2 separate regions of the Mus musculus genome follow, and region 1 is linked to region 2. A link is a contact called in public ChIA-PET data. All regions are on one chromosome and are shown on one strand. The core of a region is the stretch at or near the end of the contact, and the rest is flanking DNA. Distances in the headings are between cores, read along the strand shown. Region 1 overlaps Vapb (vesicle-associated membrane protein, associated protein B and C). Region 2 holds the start of Rab22a (RAB22A, member RAS oncogene family).

What was found. ChIA-PET counts read pairs in DNA pulled down with a chosen protein or histone mark.
Region 1: a contact with region 2 is called in an RNA polymerase II ChIA-PET map of memory CD8 T cells, with 37 read pairs. The contact joins the enhancer-like site here to the promoter of Rab22a in region 2. A contact is called at or near these places in 3 of 484 Hi-C or Micro-C datasets (embryonic stem cells, nephron progenitors and uterus), 3 of 115 datasets of contacts at active chromatin or transcription factors (bone marrow-derived macrophages, embryonic midbrain and memory CD8 T cells) and 3 of 9 other capture datasets (adipose tissue, liver and pancreatic islet).

What each region holds. Positions count from the first base shown.
Region 1 is chr2:173,767,041-173,772,573 of GRCm38.p6, forward strand. Vapb (vesicle-associated membrane protein, associated protein B and C) reads left to right here. Exons shown (of 6, transcript NM_019806.5): 3 at 4,481-4,584. Among named protein-coding and RNA genes, the nearest start is that of Vapb, 32 kb to the left of the region's middle. Within about 2 kb of position 3,836, at least 80 of the 459 cell types and tissues checked have an H3K27ac peak or open chromatin away from gene starts, as enhancers often do. A contact at or near this core is called in bone marrow-derived macrophages, embryonic stem cells and memory CD8 T cells, where this site is marked.
Region 2 is chr2:173,657,689-173,663,063 of GRCm38.p6, forward strand. It overlaps Rab22a (RAB22A, member RAS oncogene family), which reads left to right and starts at 2,157. Exons shown (of 7, transcript NM_024436.3): 1 at 2,157-2,453; 2 at 3,744-3,823. The coding sequence starts at 2,418. It also overlaps the pseudogene Ppp4r1l-ps.

The sequences.
Region 1 (5,533 bases), core at 2,586-5,085, 110 kb after region 2:
TTACAGGCATCCTCTCTCTTGATCCTGAAGAAAGGCTGAGGGCCGCACCGTGGGCTCTGCACAAGCAGATGGAGCAGACTGCCAGGTGTTTGTTACCTGAGCTGAGCACGTGAGCCAGAGAGGCCCATAGAGGACACAGGTAGAGCAGCAGTGTTCTTGTAACCAGGTGAGGTTAGTTATAGACCTGCTCGGTTTGAATAGTAGAGGCCCAGGAAAGTAGTCACAGTGGCCCCTGAAGGAAACAATGAACTTACTCATGGCAAAGGCTTGGGGCCTACCCAGTTGTCTCAGGAGTCCAGCATTCATGGCCACACTAATCACCCTAGCTGTAAGAAGCTCACACTTGTCTTCTGCGACATTGCCGCAAATGCATTGAGTTGGTAGATGATGCTCTTCTGACTCTCGGACTGTGAAAGGAGGGAAGAAGCCCAGAGGATGTGAGCAACTCCACTGGGTCTCTTCTGCTTGGGCAGTAGCTGCTGTTACAGGAAGTTGTCATCTGAGTGCTGTAGGGGGCTGTGGGGTATCTTCCTAGGTCTAGAAAGCTGATTTGGTGGGAAAGAAACAGCTCTGCAGAACCTCTGCTTGGGACTAAGAGCGCGAGTGAGTGAGAGTCAAATGGTTGTGGATTTGTCGCATGTGGAGACATCTTCAGGCTAGATTCAGAGACTGTGCAGTGGAGCTCTGTAGATGTTCCTTACTTACTTGCCTGTTCCACTGTGGTATACATGAAAACGGCCATGGCTGCCTGGCTCCCCGGAAGCAGCCTTTATGCTGCGTTTAACCAGATTGTCATTTTCTAAGCCAGTGTGTGTTTTAAGTGGCCCGGTTTTTCTCTTTTGAGGGAAGTCTGGTGTGATCGATCCACTTCTTCATGACCCTGAAGGTTCTTTGCAAGGGTCCTACCTTCATGCCTAATGCAGCAGGCTGTGTCCTCATCCCAGTGTGGGTGAGGGGTGACTGAGCCCAGGTTGTCTCCTGGTAACAGGCCTCTTTTAATGTTCTGTCAGCAGATGCGCTCTGAAAGGAGGGACGGTTCACTTAGGGTTTTTATCATCAGTGTCTCTGGTATTTAAATGAAATAAATTAAGTTAATGGGAAGCTCTTTTATAGCCTGTCATGGAAAAAGTACATAATTTGTGCCACAATTTGCAGCGAGCTAGCGCTGACCAACATTTATTCCTCCATGTTCTCATAAAATCTCTGCTGAGACTGGATTTGACAGGAGCTGGTGGCAGCTGAGGAACAGGAACTCGGTGGTGTACGTGAAGGGCTCCATGAGGCGGGGGGTGGGTCCTAGGTGTACCAAGGGTCTGTAGAGTGTCATCTACAGAAAGGACAGCCAGTGCGAGGCAGACAGCTGCTTCTCTTCTTGTTTCTGCAGTGGGGGAGGGGCAAGTCTCCACCTTATACCCAGAGCTTCTTAGAAGAGCACTCCAGAGGCCCTGGTTCCCATTCTGGGCTGAGGTTCTCTGGTTATCCTCACTGGGGCCCTGAACATTGATGTATGTTGACTTAGGAATTGTGACTGGCCACCACTAGGCCTGCCTGTGTGCCCTGCCATCAAGTGTTTCTCTGGGCTCTCCACTATGGGGCTGAGCAGTAGGGTGCTGTAGTCTAGGAATGGGGGTAGTGAGGCTGTAGACCAGGATGCTGTAGGCCCAGGAGTGGGGTGGTGAGGCTGTCGACCATGATGCTGTAGGCCAGGAGTGGGGTGGTGAGGCTGTCGACCATGATGCTGTAGGCCAGGAGTGAGGTGGTGAGGCTGTCGACCATGATGCTGTAGGCCAGGAGTGGGGTGGTGATGGTTGTAGGCAAAGCTGCGGTTTTGAGGTCTTGAGGTATATGCTTACTCAGAGTAGCACAGGGATCATATGCAGTGCTGCCTTCAAAGCTGCCCCTGTGGCTCAGGCATGGGTGCAGATAGTTCCTTTCTCTTTAGGTTGCCTATAGAAAGGGCCCATAGGCACTAGTCCAGTTGATTCCCTCTAGAGAGGGCCAGGAAGGCAGTGTATGTGGCAGCTGTGCTCCTGTGTAGTCTCTAAACTTTTTGTGTTAGGGACAGTTGAAGACCCCAAAGAGTGTAGCAGGTCTTTGTGAGCTGTAGTGATATTTATTATATTAAAATTTTTTAAATGACTAATTTCTTTAAAAATTACAATCCGTCAATTACATGTTAGTAGTAATACTTTTTATGAAAGTAGCTATTCTCAAAGAAATTGGAAGGCTGGCGTTGTTGACAGCTTCTGCAAATCTGACGTCTTAATAGGCTGCTTCTCGTGTCTGCTTCATTCAGTACGCTGCACCGCTGTCGTGGTGGGTGGGTCTCCCAGACAGGAAGTTAACAGCATCTTTAGACAGCTCTGAGGCAGACAAGAAGCATTTTCTTTGTTTTGCTTCTTTTTTTTTTTTTCAATACTAGGGTTGACCCAGGCTTTGCGTGTGCTTTGTAGACCAAGCTGGCCTCAAATTGAGAGCCACCTGCCTCCGCCTCTGCCTCCAGAGTGCGGGATTAAAGGTGTGGGCTACCAACTACAGGCAAATCGGACCCATAGTGTGGGAATGAATGTAAGCCTGGACTCAGCCAGGCAGGAACCCCTCCTAGCCTTTTATCTCCTCCTATCTAGGAAGGAGAAACTTCTCATGGGACAGACTGCAGAAGGCAGGCCTGATATCCTTTGATACACAGTAGCAGGAGCTGTGGGGCAGACCTTTGGGTTTGTGTGTGTGTGTGTGTGTGTGTGTGTGTGTGCGTGCGTGCGTGTGCCTGTGTGTGTGTGTGTGTGTGTGTGCGTGTGTGCGTGCCTGTGTGTGTGTGCGTGCGTGCGTGTGCCTGTGTGTGTGTGTGTGTGCGTGTGTGCGTGCCTGTGTGTGTGTGCGTGTGTGCGTGCCTGTGTGTGTGTGTGTGTGTGTGTGTGCGCGCGTGCCTGTGTGTGTGTGTGTGTGTGTGTGTGCGTGCCTGTGTGTGTGTGCATGCGTGCCTGTGTGTGTGTGTGTGTGTGTGTGTGCGCGCGCGTGCCTGTGTGTGTGTGTGTGTGTGTGCGTGCCTCTGTGTGTGTGTGCGTGCCTATGTGTGTGTGTGCGTGTGTGTGTGTGTGTGTGTGTGCGCACGCGTACGTGTGTGCGTGCCTGTGTGTGTGTGTGTGCGCGCGCGTGCGCGTGTGTGCGTGCCTGTGTGTGTGTGTGTGTGTGTGTGCGCGCGTGCCTGTGTGTGTGTGTGTGTGTGTGCGTGTGTGCGTGCCTGTGTGTGTGCGTGCGTGTGTGCGTGCCTGTGTGTGTGTGTGTGCGTGTGTGCGTGCCTGTGTGTGTGTGTGTGCGTGTGTGCGTGCCTGTGTGTGTGTGTGCGTGTGTGCGTGCCTGTGTGTGTGCGTGCGTGTGTGCGTGCCTGTGTGTGTGTGTGTGCGTGTGTGCGTGCCTGTGTGTGCGTGTGTGCGTGCCTGTGTGTGTGTGTGCGTGTGTGCGTGCCTGTGTGTGTGCGCGCGTGTGCATGCATTTGTGGACTAAGGAAACTGGGTTCTATTTCAGGTTTTTCTGTTTTTTATTTTGCTGTTGTTGTTGTTTTAATCAGAAAAATAGACAGCAGAATAATGCCCTCCTCCCACAGCAGCGCCTGCTTCTTCGGATGGAGTGGGGTAATGGCAGTCTGAAGAGCAGGAGCCTAGGTTCTGGTTGGAGATGCAAGGCCCACACTGACTCTGAGGTGCCCCCTGATTGTGAACTTAGGTTTCAGGGAAGGCCACTAGGGGCAAAGCTTATTAAAGCTGTGCAGCAGAGAGAGTATAGCAGCCCTCCTATAACTGGGCCTGGCTGAGTCATGGGGAAACAGGTCCGAGGAAGTGAATCAGAATACAAGACTCCCTCAGTACAGCGGGGTGCCTTGGGTGAGCTCCCTCTGGGTTCTGGGTGGGGGTAGGGCAGGAGTTGGAATTGCTTTTCCTGCTGTGGCAAATCCAGCTTTTATGCCGTCTCCAGAATTCTATTGGCAAAATCATATTTCAAGCCTTACCTTGATGAGCTGCGTGGGAAATGGGGTGGAGAGAAGTGAAAACCATCCTGAAATGATTTGAGTTATTCTGTTTTCTTTCTCGAAAAGATCATTTGGCAATGTTTCCTTGAGAAAAATAGGACTTTGGTGTTTCTCCCATTTTATGTCTTCAGCGAGAGCTGTGAGATAGGTGAGGGTGGCTCTGTGTGAGCGCACAATCTTTGTATCAGAAATCAGGCACCCAAGTTCCAGACCCACCTACAGCTCAGCTGGCACCTGCTGTGAGGCTGGGACAGGCCCCAGTTTTTCTGGCCTTAACTGCTGACCTGAAAGATGGGGGTTGGGGAAGTTGTACATCTCTGCTGGCCACGGCCTTCCTCAGGGTCCAGATGGGAGAGCTGGGGAGCTGTTTTCCTCCACAGTGTAAGACCTAGCGTGACAAACGACTCCGATAACCACATTGTGACCCTCCTAATGAAATATTTTCTTTCTCAGTGATGTTACAGCCTTTCGATTATGATCCCAATGAGAAAAGTAAACACAAGTTTATGGTTCAGTCTATGTTTGCTCCGCCTGACACTTCTGATATGGAGGCAGTAGTAAGTACGAACACTTCTTCTTCTCTCCAGCCCGCTAGGGCAGCCATGGCGGGTGCTGTTAGGGAGGTGTACACTCAGGCCCCTGTACCACTTTCCCAACTTTGATGAATAGCTTTAACATTTTACATGGCTGTTCTTTTCTGACTCGATGAACTGAACTTGCTTCAATTCTCTGCTCTTGTGGACCTTCTCCTCCCTCTCCTGCACCACAGCGGCGTGCTCTATCCTGAGTGGATGCTTCTGGCCTGTCTCCAGCCCTCATGCCCGGAAGGGTTTGCCTAACATTAAATGCCCCTCCCCTCCCCCCCAGTGATACTGCCCGCTGTTGCTTTCCTCTGCGGAGCGGAAGTAGCTCTGGTCAGCTTTGTTCTTCCCTCTTTACTGAGGACGGAGCTTGGGTCTTGTTCACACTAAGCATCTGCTCTGTCTCTGAACAGGCCCTGCTTCTTTGTTCTTTAATTGCCTTCATTTTTATCCCTCCTTCCTCATGTAAGTACATGTTTAACAGTGTCCCTAATTTTGGTAAAATTAAGATGCCTTCGTTTTTTATAAATAAGCAGGATTTTATGGTATTGATTTTTCCAGAAGAAGGGGCATTAGAACGGCAATTCTCCCCAAAGGTGGCTCTTACCTACTCCAGGAGACAGGACCTGGGGCCAGCACATGCGGCACTGATCCTCAATATCTGGCCAGCCCAGAGATGGCCTATCAGCAGTTGTTCTGTCTCCGAGCTCTATGTGGGGGCCTTCTCCCCCACCGCACAGGCTTTGCTTTGAGCCCGCTGTTCGCATTGGTGCCTACCTTGGGGCAGAAAGAGAAGGTTGAGACAAGTTTTGAGTTGGAGCGAGACCTTGTCATAAGACCGACCCAGGGCATTTCTCTGACCTTTCGTTTCCAGATTTGTGTTGTGTTAGTCTATGTGCTGAAGGGACACATGACAGGCACAGAC
Region 2 (5,375 bases), core at 907-3,406:
AGCGAGTGGAGTGGGTCATAACCCCTTTGTGGGTCAAACGACCCTTTCCCAAGGTCGCTTGTCAGAAAACCTCCATACCGGATATTCACATGACGATTCACAACAGTAGCAGAAACACAGCTATGAAGTAGCAACAAAACTCATTTTATGGATGGAGGCCTTCACAACAGGGGGAACTGTACTAAAGAGTCACAGCACTAGGAAGGTTGAGAACCCAAAGGCTTAGACAAACTGCCCAAGGAGAGGATAGATAAGATACCACCTCAAGTGCAGGCCCGCCCCAGCTACTGGGCGAAGAGCATTTGTAAGGCAGTGTGCACAGTAAAACAGAGAACAGAGTCAAAAGGAACCAACTTGTTGTCTTCTTTAACATCCATGGCACACCAGATGAGAGACACTGACCGCTCCAATTCTCAGCCTTCTCTAGAAGACAGGCTAATCCCACACACTTCCCAGGGTAGCAGCCAACATTTACTGAGTGTTTACTATGCACAAGGACTCATGTCACCTTCTTTGATGGTTTAATCTTTACAAAATCCCTCATTATGCAGCCCTGGCCCAGCCTGGAACTCACTCTGCAGACCAGGCCGGCCTCGAATCCATAAGACTTAGGAGGTAGGATGCTACTCTGGTGGTTTTGCAGAGGAAACGACCAATGAGGCTCTAAGCGGTATGGTGACCTGCCCCAGATCCCACTGCAACTGGAGTGATCCAGGACTGCACCTGAGGGCTGACTCAAGGGCCAGGCCTCTTCACCACTCACTTTTCTTTTCTCTCCAAGTGTCATGCTACACTAATAGAGTTGACACACACACACTCACACACACACACACTCAGGGATCAAATGTGCTCAACACTGCAATGGTCTACCAAACATTCTCAGTCAACATCAACTCCTGTCAGGGAGTTTCAGGTAGGGAAGGGAAGGGGACAGAAGTAACTCCTAGGGCTGGGACTCAGGAAGCCCCAGTTGACTGTGGTGATTTGTGTCATCTGAGGTGATTTGACCTCAACCACCAGCAAGCCTCCCTGGGTTTTTTTTTTTTTTTTTTCCTGCTCCCCTCTGGCTTGTGAGGGAGATCTAGTTCATCTTTGTAAATTCATAAGCCCAACAAATGGCCCGAGCAAGTAGAGGTAGGCGCTGAAAAACTATATTGGATAGACAAGCCAAAGCTTCGTTTGTCCATTAGCCACAAATTGGAACTTGCACTTCGAAGGTGGCATCTCTCTCAGCTACTGTCTCTTAAAATAATTCCAGAGAAGAAGTGGAGGCTGAGAAGGGTCAAGTGGAAGAGACCCACTCAAAACATGGAAAGCAGTGGGCTCCATGAAGACATGGAGCTGGCCAGGCCCACAAGTAGGGCGTCACTCCCAAGCCCTAACTAGGAACCCAAGGAGGTTCCTCCCAGGTTGGGATTGGCTTTCCCTCTCACAGCTCCTAGCGCAGCCAGAGGAGAAAGTGACAGGAAGACAAAGTTTCCAACAGACCCAAGTCCTAGCCCAGGAGGGAAGGGCACCTGAGAAGAAGCGGGCTCGAGATAGGCTCGACCTGAGGCTCCTGTCCCGTCTAAGTGCACCCCACAGTCCTCTGGGAGGGACCCAAGGAGGGGCGGGGCGCCCCAACTGTTACTTACAGTCCTCTAAGTCATCCTGCAAGTCCACAAAGTACAGAGGGATCTCTGAAAAAAAATCAAAAGACACACAAGGAGCTACACGGGGCTGCGCGGGCGGCGAGTCCCGGGCTCGTGCGGAGGTGGGGTGAGGGGGGCTCTCGGGGAGGGGAAGGGGAGCCGTCGGAGACCCCTGAGCCTAGACCCCACTCACCCGCCATCTTAGGATGTGCCAGAGGGCGGGGCTGGAGGCGGGGGCGAGCCCAGAGGCCACGCCCATCCCTCGCGCTCCGCCCACCAGCCTGGCCTCACTCACCCGCCGCCATCTTGGGACGGGTGGAAGGTGGAGCTAGAGGCGTGGTAGCTTCAAGATTACGCCCCATCCCGCCCCGCCCACTCCTTAGAGAAGATGGGGCTGAGGCGGAGCTGGAGGGTGGGGCGACGCTGAGGCTCCGCCCATTGGTGCTCCGCCCACCCGCCTGTGAGCTGCGAGCCGGCCGCCCCGCCCTCGCGGAGAAGGTGGCTGCCGAAGTGGGCGGGGAGGTCAGGTGACCCAGCTGGCGTCCCAAGATGGCGGCGGCGGTAGCGCCCGGGAGGCCAAGGCGGTGTCCCGGCTGTTGAGGTGACTCCGCCGGACAAGTGACGGGGTCGGCCGGACCGGAGGGCGGCGGCGGACGCACGGCCGCCCGGAGTGCTCGGCCGGGACTTGGCGGTGAGGCGGCGGCGCCGGGGGATGCTGGTGCTGGGCCGGGCCTCTCCCTCCTCAACTTAGGGCGGCGGCGGGCCCGCACCCCTGGTTCCCGGGCCATGGCGCTGAGGGAACTTAAAGTGTGCCTGCTCGGGGTAAGTTGCAGCGGGCGGGGTCCGGAGGGTCGCGGAGGCCGGGCGGGCGGGCCCCGGCACTCCAGGGCCCCTTGCACCCCTTTACGCTCAGCGCGGGACGCAGCCCCCCACAGACCCCTTAGGGCGGCGGGACCAGCAGGCTGTGCCCCACCCAAGGCCCCCAGGTGTCAGGGTGGCCCCCGGCGCCCCGGAGCGACGCCCTCTTTCCATCCCACAGTGAAGTAGCCCACAGGTAGTTTCCTTCCAACTTTGCGAGGGACACCTTTAAAGTTAGACAAGTTTCTGAAAGTTAACCCTCCCCAGCAGGGCTTTGGGTTTTATGCGCACACTTGGCCTCCTTTCAGCAATGTGGGATGGTTTTGAACTTTTGGGACGTCTTTGACACTTCTGCAAGAGTTACTTTCCATTAAAGTTCACTCTTCACTAGAACAGGGAGGAGTTACCAGGACTTTGAAGGTTCAGCTTCCGGTCCTCTCACAGTAGTTTGGCCTTTTCAGAGCCTTCTAATGATCTCCTTCCTGAGTTTCTGTTTTAATGACTGAAAAAAAAAAAATTCCAATAACTACATGGTTTTTGCCCCTTAGCAGGGTGGGGCTAGGGTTCATCCCGATTACTCCGCAACTTGGGAGCGCATAGTTTTACTGGTATATGTTAAAAGGCCAGTGAGTCCAGTCACCTTTCACACAGGACAGGCATTGAAGAGGCCTTTTTACTTTGGGAGGGAGCAGGAGTTCAGTCTTAGAGACTAAACCTAAACCTTGTACATCCTAGGCAAGTCCCGCCACTGAGTTGTGTGTCCCCAGTTTGCTTGCTTCTATTTTTTTAGCAGGATCTCCAGAAGTTGCCCAGGATAGCCTTGAAATCTCAGCCTCAGCAGGCCTTGAACTTGGAACCCTCCTGCCTCTGCCTCCCAGATTTGCTAAGATCGCAGTCCTGTAGCACTAGGCCGTCGTAGGTCTTTCCGGAGGTCCTAGTGTCACTTAAGAACTGCAGAATCCTTCCCCAGTACTTTCAAGATGGTTTCTCACTAGTTGGCCATGACTGGCACTGTGCTCAGTTCTTAGGCTAAGAAATCTGCCTGCTTCTGTCTCCCAGGTACTGGAATGAAAAGCATGCGCTCTGGCCCCGTAATATAGTTACTTCACTGACTTATTACAGAAGCCTGTTGTGTCTCTCCATCTGCAGATGGAAATGCTTTTTCTGCAGTCCTCCACTTTAGGCTACAAAGTAGTCTTGGGTGTCTACAAATAGGTTAGTTTTTCCTCAGTGCCCCATCTTACTCTCTTTCAGGATACGGGTGTGGGTAAATCGAGCATCGTGTGGCGGTTTGTGGAAGACAGTTTTGATCCGAATATCAATCCAACCATAGGGTAAGAGAACAAGTTTATTTACTGTATACGTCTATCCCAGAGTTCGTGGAAAGTCATCGCAAGCAGGAACGTGTGACCGGGTGTAACTCCTGTTGTCCTGAACTTGATGAAATTTTGAATTGCTGGGTCTTGACATTCCCAAAATGATTTGAGAGAATACAGTGAGGTTTACTGTATCCTAGGAGAATATCTTCAGACTTTGGGAATAAGAACTTCAACAATGAAAAAGAATCAGTTGACATAGGAGTTTACAGACCCAGTTACACCTTGAAAGAGAGCAGATGAAAACACGTTCCGATGCAGGTCTTTGGGGGGGCATACCCAGTTTTGGTCCTTGAAAAGAAGTAGAATTGAATTCAAACCCTTTTGAACTGGTGACAGCTTTAAATTAATGAATTAACTTAAAAATGGTCTGGTTTGGGGTTGTTTGGTTGATTAGGCTTTGTTTGGGGGGCTTTTTTGTTTTTTGGGTATCTGGTGTTTTTTTGTTTTTTGTTTGTTTGGTTGGTTTGGTTGGTTGGGGGTTTTTTGGACTGTTGAAGTTGACTAGAGAGTTCTCGAAGACTTCATTATTTTTGATTAGGTGCGCGTGTGTCTGAGTGGAAGTCTGTGAGTGTGAATGTGAGTGCCCACCCTTGAAAGCCAGAAGCGCGGGGTCCGCTGGACGTGGTTATGAACTGCCTGCTGTGGGTGCTAGGAACCAGATGGACCCTCCAGAAGAGCGCTGTGGTTTACCTGCTAAGCCATCTCCCCAGCTTCTTACAGACTGAACAAAAATCTTTTTAACTACTTAACTGTCACAGGGAGAGCATGGGATTAGCCCTAATTTTTCTCTTTGAGAGCATGAGCTTTGTAGGATCTACTACTATGTTAAGTTTGTACAACTAGGTAATGACTAGACACTTCCTGACAGTCAACGGGTTTTCTATCTGTAAAGAAAAGTTGTATGTGGTTCATCATCAGGATGAGATATGGCTTTGTGCCACAAAGGGAAACACTTTACAACTGTGGGAGAGACTTCACAAGACTGCTGCTTGAGAGTGTGTTAAAATCTCAGGGTCTCGTATGCATGTGGAGGCATGGAGATGAGATCCACCACTATGTCTGCAGTGAAGACAGTACCCTTGCAGAAGAATTGGGTGTGTCCGTGTGCTTCCAAGTATCACCTCCTGCTCCTCAGGGCTTGTCGGCACCTGCACTGCACTGCAAGGTGGCGAGCAGAGCGGAGAAGCACTGATGAGTCAGTGAATGACACACTTCACGCACAGCCTTTCAGAACCTCAGAACCCACAAGTGCTAAGACACCGCCTCCTTCACTATCAGACGAATAGAGAGAAAAACTAAGAGAACCTTCCTTGCCTTGGTTCAGTCAGGCTCTCACTGTGTCAGACTCATATTTTATAGGAAAGACTACAAAGTCCCCTCCTCCTCTATCTTTGCTTCCTTGTTTCTGCCTCTAAAGGCTTCCTCCCTTATGAGTGACGGCCCAGTGACCCCGTCCTCTCTGGAATGCTGAGTTCCCAGCTTTTCATCACTTTCTCTTTCCCACCAT